Linked DNA regions of Hordeum vulgare: region 2 is linked to region 1. The links are chromatin contacts, called in public Hi-C maps. All regions are on one chromosome and are shown on one strand. The core of a region is the stretch at or near the end of the contact, and the rest is flanking DNA. Distances in the headings are between cores, read along the strand shown. Region 1 has its middle 9.2 kb from the start of LOC123411592. Region 2 has its middle 22 kb from the start of LOC123410349.

The links. A called contact is a pair of places that touch in the nucleus more often than the background predicts.
Region 2: a contact with region 1 is called in a Hi-C map of leaf, with 7 times the contacts expected there. The contact joins two enhancer-like sites. A contact is called at or near these places in 3 of 6 Hi-C or Micro-C datasets (all in leaf) and 1 of 1 datasets of contacts at active chromatin or transcription factors (embryo).

The regions. Positions count from the first base shown.
Region 1 is chr7H:58,147,408-58,153,364 of MorexV3_pseudomolecules_assembly, reverse strand. No RefSeq gene overlaps it. Among protein-coding and RNA genes, the nearest start is that of LOC123411592, 9.2 kb to the right of the region's middle. Within about 2 kb of position 3,269, at least 3 of the 3 cell types and tissues checked have open chromatin away from gene starts, as enhancers often do. A contact at or near this core is called in leaf, where this site is marked.
Region 2 is chr7H:58,568,001-58,573,957 of MorexV3_pseudomolecules_assembly, reverse strand. No RefSeq gene overlaps it. Among protein-coding and RNA genes, the nearest start is that of LOC123410349, 22 kb to the left of the region's middle. Within about 2 kb of position 2,202, at least 1 of the 3 cell types and tissues checked has open chromatin away from gene starts, as enhancers often do. A contact at or near this core is called in leaf, where this site is marked.

The DNA.
Region 1 (5,957 bases), core at 2,020-4,519:
CACGGGGAACCCATCGAGTCCCGGAGCTTTGAGAGGCAACATTTGAAACAGGGCCAACTTAACTTCTTCTTGTGTGTACGGGGCATTTAGCGATTCATTCATGGCCGGTGTAACCTTATGAGGAACGGTCTCTAGCACCTGGTCCATATCATGTACTCCCTCTGAAGTATACAAGTTCATGTAGAAAAAAGTTGTGAGTTCCTCCATCTCCCTCACAATTTCTGTAAGCTGACCGTCTGGTTTTTGCAATGATTTTATTTGATTTTTCCTGTGCCTCCGGCTAGCTCGGAGATGGAAAAAGTATGTGTTCTTGTCCCCATGCAATAGCCACTCGAGACGAGCAAATTGTCTCCAAAGGATTTCTTCTTGATGATAAAGCTCGACCAACCGATCTGTGGTCTTGGTTTCCTCGCAGGAAGGACCAACTCTGACCAGCATTAGTAGAGCAGTTTCGAGTTTGCCCTTTAGGCGTCGTCTCTCCATATGTACATTGCCAAAGTGATTCTTGTCCCAAGCAGACAGATCTCCCGCTAGAGATCCGAATCGTGCGCTCATGTGTTCCACTGAATAAACATGGCCTTGGTTCCGGGCGTTGGAGACAACCTCCTTCAGCGTATCGTCCCATTCCCACATTTGCTCATATCTAAAGCGTTGAGGCCCCCGACAGCTAGAGCTTTCATCGGTTAAGCACAGGAGAATCGGAATGTGGTCGCTACAAGCGGCTGATTTGTCCTCAAGCACGACGTCAGGGAAGTGTATCGACCATGACGGGTTGGCCATACACCTATCAAGCCGAACCCTGGTGAATGCCTCCAGCACCTCTTCTTTCAAAGGTCCAGGAAGCACCCATGAAACCAATATCACAGAGTCCGCAAACATCAAGAGTATCTCTGAAAGCGTCCATTTGGGACTGACTCCTACTGCCTATTCCATCATGTTCGCTAGCGTGTAGAACCTTGTTGAAATCTCCAATGACAGCCCAAGGTTGGTTGCTAACACCCACAATGTTCTTCAACATATTACACGTCTTGAAATGCTCCGGCACTTGGGCCTCGCCATAAACAAAGGTGACTCTAAACTGACTTTCATGCAACTCTTGAATTAAAGTATCAATATGGTACTCAGAATAACCCAGAATTTCAAGCTTTATTTCATCAGACCAAAAGATGCCAAGACCACCACTACGACCTGAACTGCTAACCACATGGCTTTTATCAAAGCCTAAAGATCGAGCTAAATTTTCCACTCGACTTCCCTCTATTTGAGTTTCAAGGATACAAAGGATAGAGGGGGCAAATAGCTTCGTTAGGTCACGAAGCTCTCAAACTGTCGCGGGTTTGCCAGCCCGCGACAGTTCCAACTCAAGATACTCATTGGCCCCGGAGACGCTCCGACATGGAGGACGCCGTCTTTCCTTCAAAACTCTTGCCAAGAGAAGAAGTGTTGGTCGTGGGGTTCTTGCCATTTATTACAGGTTGACGTTTCTATTCTTGTTTCAATGATGGGCTTTCAGGGATTTGTGTAGGCAGTAGTGCAAGGAGTGCAGCCGGGTCTTGAATCTAAGGATTCACCGAAACAGTTTCTGCCTGATGACTCACATCGGAGCCACGCTTCCTATTCAGATCAGCCTCGGCCATTGTAGCGTCTTGATCGCCATCCTCCTGAGATTCCACCTGATCAGAAGGGTTTTTCGGGGCACTACGACCCGATCCAAGCCCTGACCGGCTGCCACGATCTCTGCCACGGTTGCTTCACACGCTCCTGTCAGCGCCAGGTCCCCTTCTAGGGCTTCTGAACCATTCGACTTGTAGGTTTTTGTATATTAGCGCAGCTGGAGGATGGACACCATTACCACATTCCTTGAACAATTGGCCACACACTGCGCACCAGTCCGGTAGATGTTCATACTTGACCCTAAAGATCTCCCTCTTCTTCTCTATAATGAGTGAAACGGCGTTCCTCATCCTTTGTGTGACATCTACCTTCACCCGCACTCTGAAGAAGTTTCCTTCAAAAACTTGCGACTTCGGCTCAACGAAGATGACTTCCCAGTTCCCACACTGTTGCGGCCAGAGGCTTGATATATTGGAAGAGGCTGTCGGGTAGGTCATGTACCTGGATCCACATATCAATTTTGTCAAGGGCTATGGTTGATGGCCGAGTGAGGCCATCATATGGCGCTATGATCATGGCCTTCCCCTTAAACGTCCAGGGTCCCTCCTCCATAACTCGTTCCCAATTATCCAAGCACGAAAATTGCATGGTATAGAGGTTGTCGCTGAGAGGGCGGATCTTCACCTCCTGAGCCAGGTCCCAAGCAACCCTCATGTTTGTATAGAACCAATACTGGCTATAAGGGCGATTTGTATGCACCATAGCCACTGCCATCCATTGAGTAGCGTCTTCTGGTAGATCGTCTTCCACAACCATGACGTCTTCCCGATCCTCCTTGTGAAGGCCCAACTCCTTCATCATCGATTCAAGGTCGTTGTTGTTCGAGCCGGCACCAGAACCTGACGCCCAGCTATCCATCGCCATGACTTGCCCGTGAACGAACTCTGTTCCGTGGGCAGGAAGAACCCTAGAAACCCCTCCTCTCAGGCTGCTCCTGTCGGGGAGAAGCCCCGACCGCAGACCGCCGTGAGAGAAGGTAGGGGAGGCAGATCTCCAGGTCAATTGCCATGCGTCGTTGGAAGCAGCGATAACCCTAACTAGAGGGGAGCGGTGCAGGGGAGCACATGGGTTGGCCAAATAATAGGAGCACATGGGGGGACCTCCTATTCGCGGCTCGTTGCAGCAAGGAGTCGCACGCCGCACGTGGGTGACGCCCCCGACTAGGCCAACCCATCTTCGGCTCGCCCCCAAGTGGGTTGTCTAGCTTATTTTTTTTGTTTCAAACAAATCTATTTTTTTTTTCTATTTTTTTTCAAATTCCAGAATATTTTTTAAAATTCGGAAACAATTTTTTTTAATCCGAACACATATGATAAAAATTCCAGAACATTTTTTAGAATCCCGGAACATTTTTTTAAATTCCAGAACATTTTTAAAACAGAAAAAAAGAAACAAAAATATTTAAGAAAAAAAACGAATCAGGGAATCTTTTAGAAAATTCCCAAAACCGAAAAAAAAACCGTGAAAATCTAGAATGTTTTCAAAACCGGCTGCTTGTGTGGTCTGGCCCGATTCGCTCGTATCAACAGGTGGCTTGTGCGACAGACCGACATTTTGACGCAGTAAGCGTGAAACAGGATTTTGAGCCTCATGGGAGAAGCATCGCCAGCCCAAACTGAATTTGAGCCGTCGGCCCATTGTACTAGGTGTCTCGGAGTCCTTGCCTTGTCGGTTTCGAGGACCAGCTAATAAAAATCCCCAAGCCGTCTCGATGCTACCATCGTTTTCCCCCGGGAAATTCTCTGTTCCTCCATCCCAGCTAGGAAAAAAAAATCGAGTCTTTCGTCACCAAATCCCTAGCTCCGGTTGAAGGAGCTCCGCGATTGAAGGTCCATCCGGAAGCGATTCATCCTTTTGCCAAGGTAAGCACGCAAGTGCTCTTATTCAATCTCGTCAACTACCAGATCTCTCACGCAGAAGAAAAACACTACCAGATCTCGTCGTCTTTTCTTCCCTTTGCTGTGGACAACACTAAATCCGTCTTGTTCAAGGTCTATTTTTTTTTGAACGGGGAAAGCCTGAGCAGCCTTTATATTTCATGTGAGAAGACAGTTACATCATCAGCTACATTAGCTAATGTATCTATAATGAAATCAGGAGGCTCCTTCATCCACTTTATAGTTTCAGTGGGTTCAGCAAACCTAGCTAGGGTATGTGCTACCACATTTGCGTCCCTTGGGCAGAAGGCAAACTGAATCGAACTAAAGTTCTTTGCAAGGAAAGAGCACTCTTCGTACATTGCCGCCGCTGGTCCAAGAGAATTGTCGTCGAGCAACATGGTGTCAATCACGTCCTAGCAATCCGACTCCACAATGATCTTCTGCACACCCACCTCGCTAGCCAGGATGAGTCCATCTCGCAGAGCTCTTGCTTCCGCTGAACCGACGTCTTCAGCAAATGATATAGCACTGCATGAACCGGCAATGAACACTCCTTTATCTGATCGCAGCACCGCCCCTGTGCTGCCCGTCCCCGAGTCTTCAGAGAAACCAGCATCTACATTAAGTTTGTAAAGACCATCAGCCGGCCGTTGCCACCCATGGCGAACAACACCTGGACGCGTGTTCCTTGCCCTGACAAAATTCTTTGCAAGTGCCGATATTGCATGCGCCGATCTGGGTGGTTCAGCGATATGCTCACCATGAGTGGAACTCCTCCTCTCCCACCATACATACCAGACTGCCGTTGCGATCAGCTCAGCACGCCCAACATCCGATATATTTGATTTGATTGTGCTCTTGGAGAGTATCAATTCAGATAAAACACCACTCCCGTCTTGCTCCAGAGCGCAGACTTGATTAACCAGGCTCGATAGCCCCAAAACCCTCCAGATTTCCTGCACTCTAGGGCATTGGAAAAACACGTGCTTTATACTTTCACAATCCATTGTACACAGCGGACATTGGGAGCTGGTCATGATGTGCCGATTTGCCAGAACCCCATAGCATGGTATAGCACCCAGTAAAGATTTCCAGAGGTGAATTTTTATCTTAGCGGGTAGCCTTAGCTTCCAAATGGTTCTCCAAATAGGGTTATTACCTGAGGAATGGTTTGTGTTCGTCCTCCTCAACTTTCGCCCATGTTGGTTCTCCCATTCTTGATGATACGCCGATCGAACAGAGAACATGTCGCGCCTGTCTGGATGCCAGGATACGAAGTCGTCCATCATCCCCACCGCGAGAGGGATATTTAGAATGTGTTGTGCATCGACTGGCCAAAAGATATCCGTTATGAGCTCCTCATCCCACGTTCTGCTATCCACATCTATCAGTTCAAATACTTTGGTCAGTACTATGTTGCTTCGTGGAGTCATCAGTTTTTTGTTGGGGCTGCTTGGTATCCACGGGTCTTCCCAGATTTTAATGGAAACTCCATCACCCACACGCCAGATGATGCCATCTCTGAACGTTTGTATCCCACTCCACAAACTCTGCCACGTATATGAGCTCCCCTTCTTTAGGGTACAATTGAGAAGATCACCATCAGGGTAGTATTATGCTCGAAGCACCCTTGCACACAATGAATCCGGGTAACTTAGGAGCCTCCGGGACTGTTTCGCTAGGAGAGCTAGGTTAAAACAATGGATGGCCCTGAAACCCATGCCTCCCTTCTCTTTCGGCACGCACATCTTCCACCATGCAAACCAGTGCATGTGTTTCTTCTGCTCGTCATCACCCCACCAATATTTTGACATTGCCGATGTAATTTCATTACATATCTCCTTCGGCAGTTTGAAAACAGACATTGCATAAGAAGGAATAGCTTGTGTTACCGCTTTTAGCAATGTTTCTCTTCCCCCCATCGATAGAAGTTTCTCTTTCCACCCTCTAATCCTGCTCAGAATTCTTTCAACAAGATGTTGGAAGCAATCAGAGCGATCCACTCCGACAATTGGCGGCAGTCCTAGATATTTTTTCGAGAGAGCTTCGGCCATAATATTAAGTGTGGTGCAGATCTCCACTCTAGCTTAGACGGATGTGCATGAACTGAAGAACATTGCAGATTTGGCCTCACTGACTAGCTGGCCCGAGGCCATGCAGTATTCATCTAAAACTTTCCGGAGGGATGCTGCATTTGCTTGGTCCGCACGCATCAAGATAAGAGAATCGTCGGAAAGAGGAGGTGGGATACTGAGGGAGCATCTCGGCACACTTTTAGTCCAATAATGTTACCTGCCGTCTCCTCAAAAGCAATCAGGCTAGACAAACCTTCTGCACATATGAGGAATAAGTAGGGCGACAGTGGATCTCCTTGCCGAAGGCCCCTCGTTGGAGCAAAAGATT
Region 2 (5,957 bases), core at 953-3,452, 420 kb before region 1:
CTCTACTTTGGCCGCAAGAAATATATTTTCCTGATAAAAATCCCCTCACAATTTCAGTCCGATTGGAGTGATGGATCTATGGATATTTAAGAAACGACGAAGGGCCAGAAACAGGAGCAAAAATAGGAGAGAGATCCAATGTCGGAGGGGCTGTAGCCCTCCGGGAACTATGGTGGCCATGGACCAGAGGAGGAACTCTCCTCCAACCTAGGGAGGGGGCCAAGGAAGAAGAAGGAGGAGACCTCTCTCCCCCTCTCTCCCGATGGAACCAAAACGCCACTTGGGCAACCATCATGACAACGATCTACACCAACAACTTCGCTGCCATTACCACCAACTCTCTTCACCTCCATGCAGCAGCGTAAAACCTCTCTTCCCCTCTGTAATCTCTACTTAAAATGGTGCTTGATGCTATATATTATTATCCAATGATGTGTGACTATCTTATGATGTTTCAGTAGATCTATTTTGTCCTACGGGTTAATTGGGGTATGATGTTGTTGATATGAGTTGTATGTTGATATGGTGCTTTCCTAAGGTGCCTTCCATGAGGTGTACGCATGAAGGATTTTCGTTGAAGGGTTTGCAATATGTTCATGATTCGCTTATAGTGGGTGGCTAGAGTGAAAAAAGCTTACACCCGAGTAAGGGACTTGTTTGAGTATGGGAGTAAAGCGGACTTGATGTTTAAATGTATGGTTGGGTTTACCTTAATGATTTCTAGTAGTTGTGGATGCTTGCTAGAGATCCAATCATAAGTTTATATGATCGAAGTACGAAAAGTGTGTTAGCGTATGCCTCTCCCTCATTGCATATGATAAATATCTATCATGTTATATTCAATTGCATATGGTCAATCTTTCTCTTGCGTTACAAAAAACCTTCTACGAATCAAATAACTGACTTAATATTTATCTAAACAGCCCCTGATTTTTATTTACTTGCTTTTATTTTCTTGCAAAACTATCTATTACACCTACTAAGTGCATCTAGTTTCCTTTCTGCAAAATACTTTCATACTTGTTCTAGGTAAAGTAAGCGTTAGAGTGCGTAGAGTTGTATCGGTGGTCGATAGTCCTATTGTTCTACCTGTAACTCCTCGTTGGGTTCGACACTCTTACTTATTAAAAAAAGGCTACAAACTATCTCCTACAGTAGTGGGTTATCAAGACCTTTTCCGACGCCGATGCCGGGGAGCAATCGTGTAGCGGTTGATATTCTTGTATGTGCTTGTTTTCTTGATCACTATGTAATTTTTATGTTATGTTGTAAGTTGTTTTCTATCTTTAGTTATGGGTAGGAAATGCAAAATATCAAAAAATAGATATACTTACTAACCGAGTGGTTGGGGAACTACCCAAAATGTTTCCCAGTATAGAAGCTTATTACTTGGATCATCTTCGATCCCTTTGTGCTCGTGCTGAAAACCCAACTAGCTTAGTTGAGGAAAAATCATTAAATGAGCATCCTTATTATGTGCGGCACCTCTTATCTTAAAAGGGAAACTCTTGTGGCATCAAATAAATACTTTGTGTTACTATGTTTGAAATTTATGCGAAATACATGATTTTACTTGTTGTTCTGAAGAAACTAAAAAATACCTTCCCTACCAATGTGTGTTTAATGATAATGAAATATTATCTTCTCATGCCAAGGAGGTCTATTGTTATTACGATGTTGAACAAATTAAAAGAAATATTGTTTTTAAGGGTGTTATGAAATTACTACTTTATTCTCCGTTTAAAAATTCTGTTTTCAAGATTCAAAAAATTATTCGTTCTTTACAAAATTGTTCACACTTCCAATTTTGTTCATGATTTTTAAAAAAATTCTCGGTTTTTAAATTTATTCTCAAGATTTTAAAAATGTTCATCCTTTGAAAATTTGTTTGCGCTTTTAAATTTGTTCTCCATTTTCTAAAATCATGTTTTCAAAAAATGATGAAAAATCAACATTTGTTCGCTTTCATAAAAAATGAAAAAAATGAAAAAGGTAGAAAGAACGAATCAAAAATTTAAAAAAGAAAGGAAATAACAAGAAATGGATGAAAAGAAACAGAAAAGAAGAAGAAAAATAGTTATCAGATTTTTGTGAGAGCAAAAAAACTAAGCCGGCTTAGTCGGACGACCCCCCCTGCGCGTACGAGAACTCCCTCGCATAAAGAGCGATAGATAGGAGCTTAGGTAGGAGCTCCCGTAGAATCTACTAGCGAGCAAACCTGCCTATTGCTGGAGTGATCGAGCGAGCGTTCATTCTTAATAGGCCTGCCAACTGAGCGAGCCAACTAGTCCTTCCGTTTTTAAATATTCTTTTTTCTAAATTCCACCACGTAATATATATATATATATATATATATATATATATATATATATATATATATATATAGAATCGCGTTATTCGTCACCCAGGATGCAGACTAGTTTATTCTTCACGCAGGATGCATAATAAACTTTATTCATGTGAATATAATACCCAGTAAATATGTTTTGGTGACGAATAAACTCTATTCACCCAGGATGCATAATAAACTCTATAAATATGCAGACTAGTTTATTTTCATTGAGTATAACACCAAAACATATTTATTAAAATGTATGATATTTATGTGTATATGTTTATTGGGTATAACACCGACACATACATATTTTCGTTTAATATAATACCCAGTAACACGTATCACGGTCTATGTGGAAATGTCAGATACATGTACACATATATGAACTAATGTATAAATGTTCAGACTATTTTTGTTTTGGAAAGCAAACACCATTTAATATATTTGTACATGCAAACAAAATATGGAAAGACATTATTTTTGTCGATTGGATGACATGCACTAATAAATATGACTTGCCATAAGTGACCTAGGTGCCCAGACACCTAGGTGCCCCAAACATTTTACATATATATATATATATAGATTCATTCATTTTTCGTTGTATGTAGTCTCTAGTAAAATCGTTAAAGGACTTATATTTAGAAACGCGACATATAAGTCACCCTATAGGAAGTCGCAATGAAGTGTCAAACTTACCAATCGTGGGTGTGGGAAAGGCGGTAAGCCGAGTGCGTGTGGGCAAAAACGGATAGGCGAACGAACAGGCGTGGATGCGGGAGGTCGGAAGCGGGCGGGATGTTCTGTATCACGCACGCGTAATGAAGAGATCGATTGTTATGAGAGGGCGTGGAAAACAAAGGGAAAGTTGTGGCCTTGTGGGGGAGTGCGGCCTGGTCTGCTTAAGGGTTGGAAAAATATCCCTAATGCACCATTTGTGGTACCACGGCCATGTCTCGCCTATTGCGAGATGGGCGAATCTTATTTAGCGCTACAGCGCATACCCCTCAGTCGTAATTTGGACTCGCCCAGATGCTTTTATTCTCTTATTCTGTTAATAATTGGAAAAAAGGAGGCCAAGAACGGATTCGAACCAGAGACGTAGCACATAAGTTAGAAACGCAGCAACCACTTGGGACAACCCACAATGCGCGATAACTTATTCATTTTATCCTCTCTATTCTTTCTTCAGATCGTGACCGGTTTCTCATTTTTTCTTTTTTTTTCAACACGGCTTGCTTGCTTTTTTATTTTTCTTATCTTTTTCTTTGTTACTTTTTTGCTTCCTTTTTCTTTTTCAAATGAACTTTTATTAAATCGATTAACTTTTTTGGAATTTAATGATTTTTTTCAAATCAATTTATTTTTATTCAAATTCGAGATGAACTTATTTTAGATCGATGAACTTTTTCCAAAATTAATGAAAAAAATAACTTCAGGAATTTCATTAAATTTGTGAACTTTTTTTAAAACAATTGATGAAATTTTTTGGAATTTGATGAACTTTTCTTCAAATCAATGAATGTTTTTAATTTAGGATGAACATTTTTCGTTCGACGAATTTTTTTCGAGTTTGATAAACATTTTTTCAAATCTATTAGTTTTTGTTCAAATTTGGGATGTACTTTTTAAAAATTGATGAACTTTTTTTCAAATCAATGAATTTTTATTCAAATTGGGGATGAACTTCTTTTAAATCGACGTACTTTTCTCAAAATTATTTAGCTTTTTTGAATTCAGGATTTTTAAAAAATTCGTGAGCTTTTCTAAAAAAATGATGAAATTTTGTGAAATCTATCAACTTTCGTTGAATCTAAAGAAATTTTCTGATTTTTGCGATCTTTTTTTGTTGTTGAATTTTTGCAGGAAAAGTCGAACCTAGTCAACTTCGCCAGAAAACCAAGAACGAACCCCAAGCAAGCGAACAAGCACAGACGCATTGAATGGGCCATGGCCCGTTTAGCACGCGCGCGAGCACCAGCCTCGCTAGTTGGCGCCGGAGGCGCTAACTAGGAGTTCCCTGAGAGATGAGCTACCATCTCGCCTCTAGCAATGGGATAGTCAAATGTAATTTCCTCATGTGATTTTGAGAAGTTTCAGTGGACCAGATCAATAAACGCCCGTGTGATTTCTCTTCCTCTTTGTTTTCTGTATTTGTTTTGATCGCTTTCCTTTTCTTTCTTGTTTCCTTTTAGTTTTCATTTTTTTGAAATACCTGTCCACTTTTTCATTACATGTTGTACATTTTTTAGAAACATGAAAATAATATTTTTTACAGTTAAAAGAAATTAAATACATGTTTGAAATATTTTTTAAATACACGTTAAACATTTTATAAATACACGTTAACATTTTTGGATACACAGTGAACATATTTTTATTGCATGTGAAAGTTACACCTTGAACAATTTTTGTTATACGTTGAACAATTTTCTGATAAATGTTAAAGATTTGTCATAAATGCGATGATTATTTTCAAAAAACACATAGAACATTTATTAAAATTATTATTATTATTTAAATTTCACAAAGATTTTTTGGAATGGTTTGATTTTTTATTAAATTATGTGAACAATTTATTACCCTGTATATATTTTCTAAATGTCAGAAATATTTTTTGAAAACAATCATAAACATTTATCATCACAAGTCACATACATTTTGTCAATGATATGAAACAAATTTTAATTTACATAAACATTTTTATAACTTATCACAAATATATTTTTGAAACACGTGTTCACTCTTTGAGTGGCATGAATTTGTTTTCCAAAATTGTACTGACAAATTTGTTTACACTACAATTACATTTTTGTAGTGCATGATGAGCACTTGTAGAAATTTAAGATGTTATTTTTCTAAAATATAGAATTAAAATATTTTGAAATATAAAGGAAAACAAGAAAAAATAGAAACAAATGAATGCATGAAAACCGAACACACGAAAACAAGCAAAGACAGAAACTAGACCGGCCCGCTTTGACGACACATGAGGAGATCTCCTTGTATCTAGATTCAAGCGATACAGCTTGTCAAAGAAAAAAAGATACAAGTGCGACATAGTGAAATCCAAATTAAGGGTAACAAATTATAGATTGGCCACATGTCATTTGAGTGGAAATTGATTCTGGGTCAGTCGATTCGCTGTGATCCATCGGATGCAAGATGGATGGCCAAATGAGCTTCTTCAACCTCCAACCGATTTTTGTGTTAATCTTTTGTTTGGAACCGTTGTTCTACTACTCGCCTAACCGCTTGCTACCGCTGCCCCGCCTTCCCCCTAACCACCGGACGGCCACGCTCCTCCCTTCCCGACCATCCCTCTAACTTTAGCCATGACCCTTTTTTCGGTGAACCTGGACCTCCAACACCCCTAAGATAGATCGTGACCCTAAGATAGATCATGATGCAACATGGCGCCCTAATATATATAACGGGATAGCTTCTCCAGCGAGTGGTGGCTACTTCGTCCTTCCCTCCGACTGTTGCCTTCTTCATACAGAAATTGATTGACCCAAAAACTATTTCCACACGAGTTACAAGTAACTATTGTGAACTAATCATACAGAAGTTGGTTGTTTATGTTTTTTAAAGATGCGTTATTGCAAAATGATGTACAGGT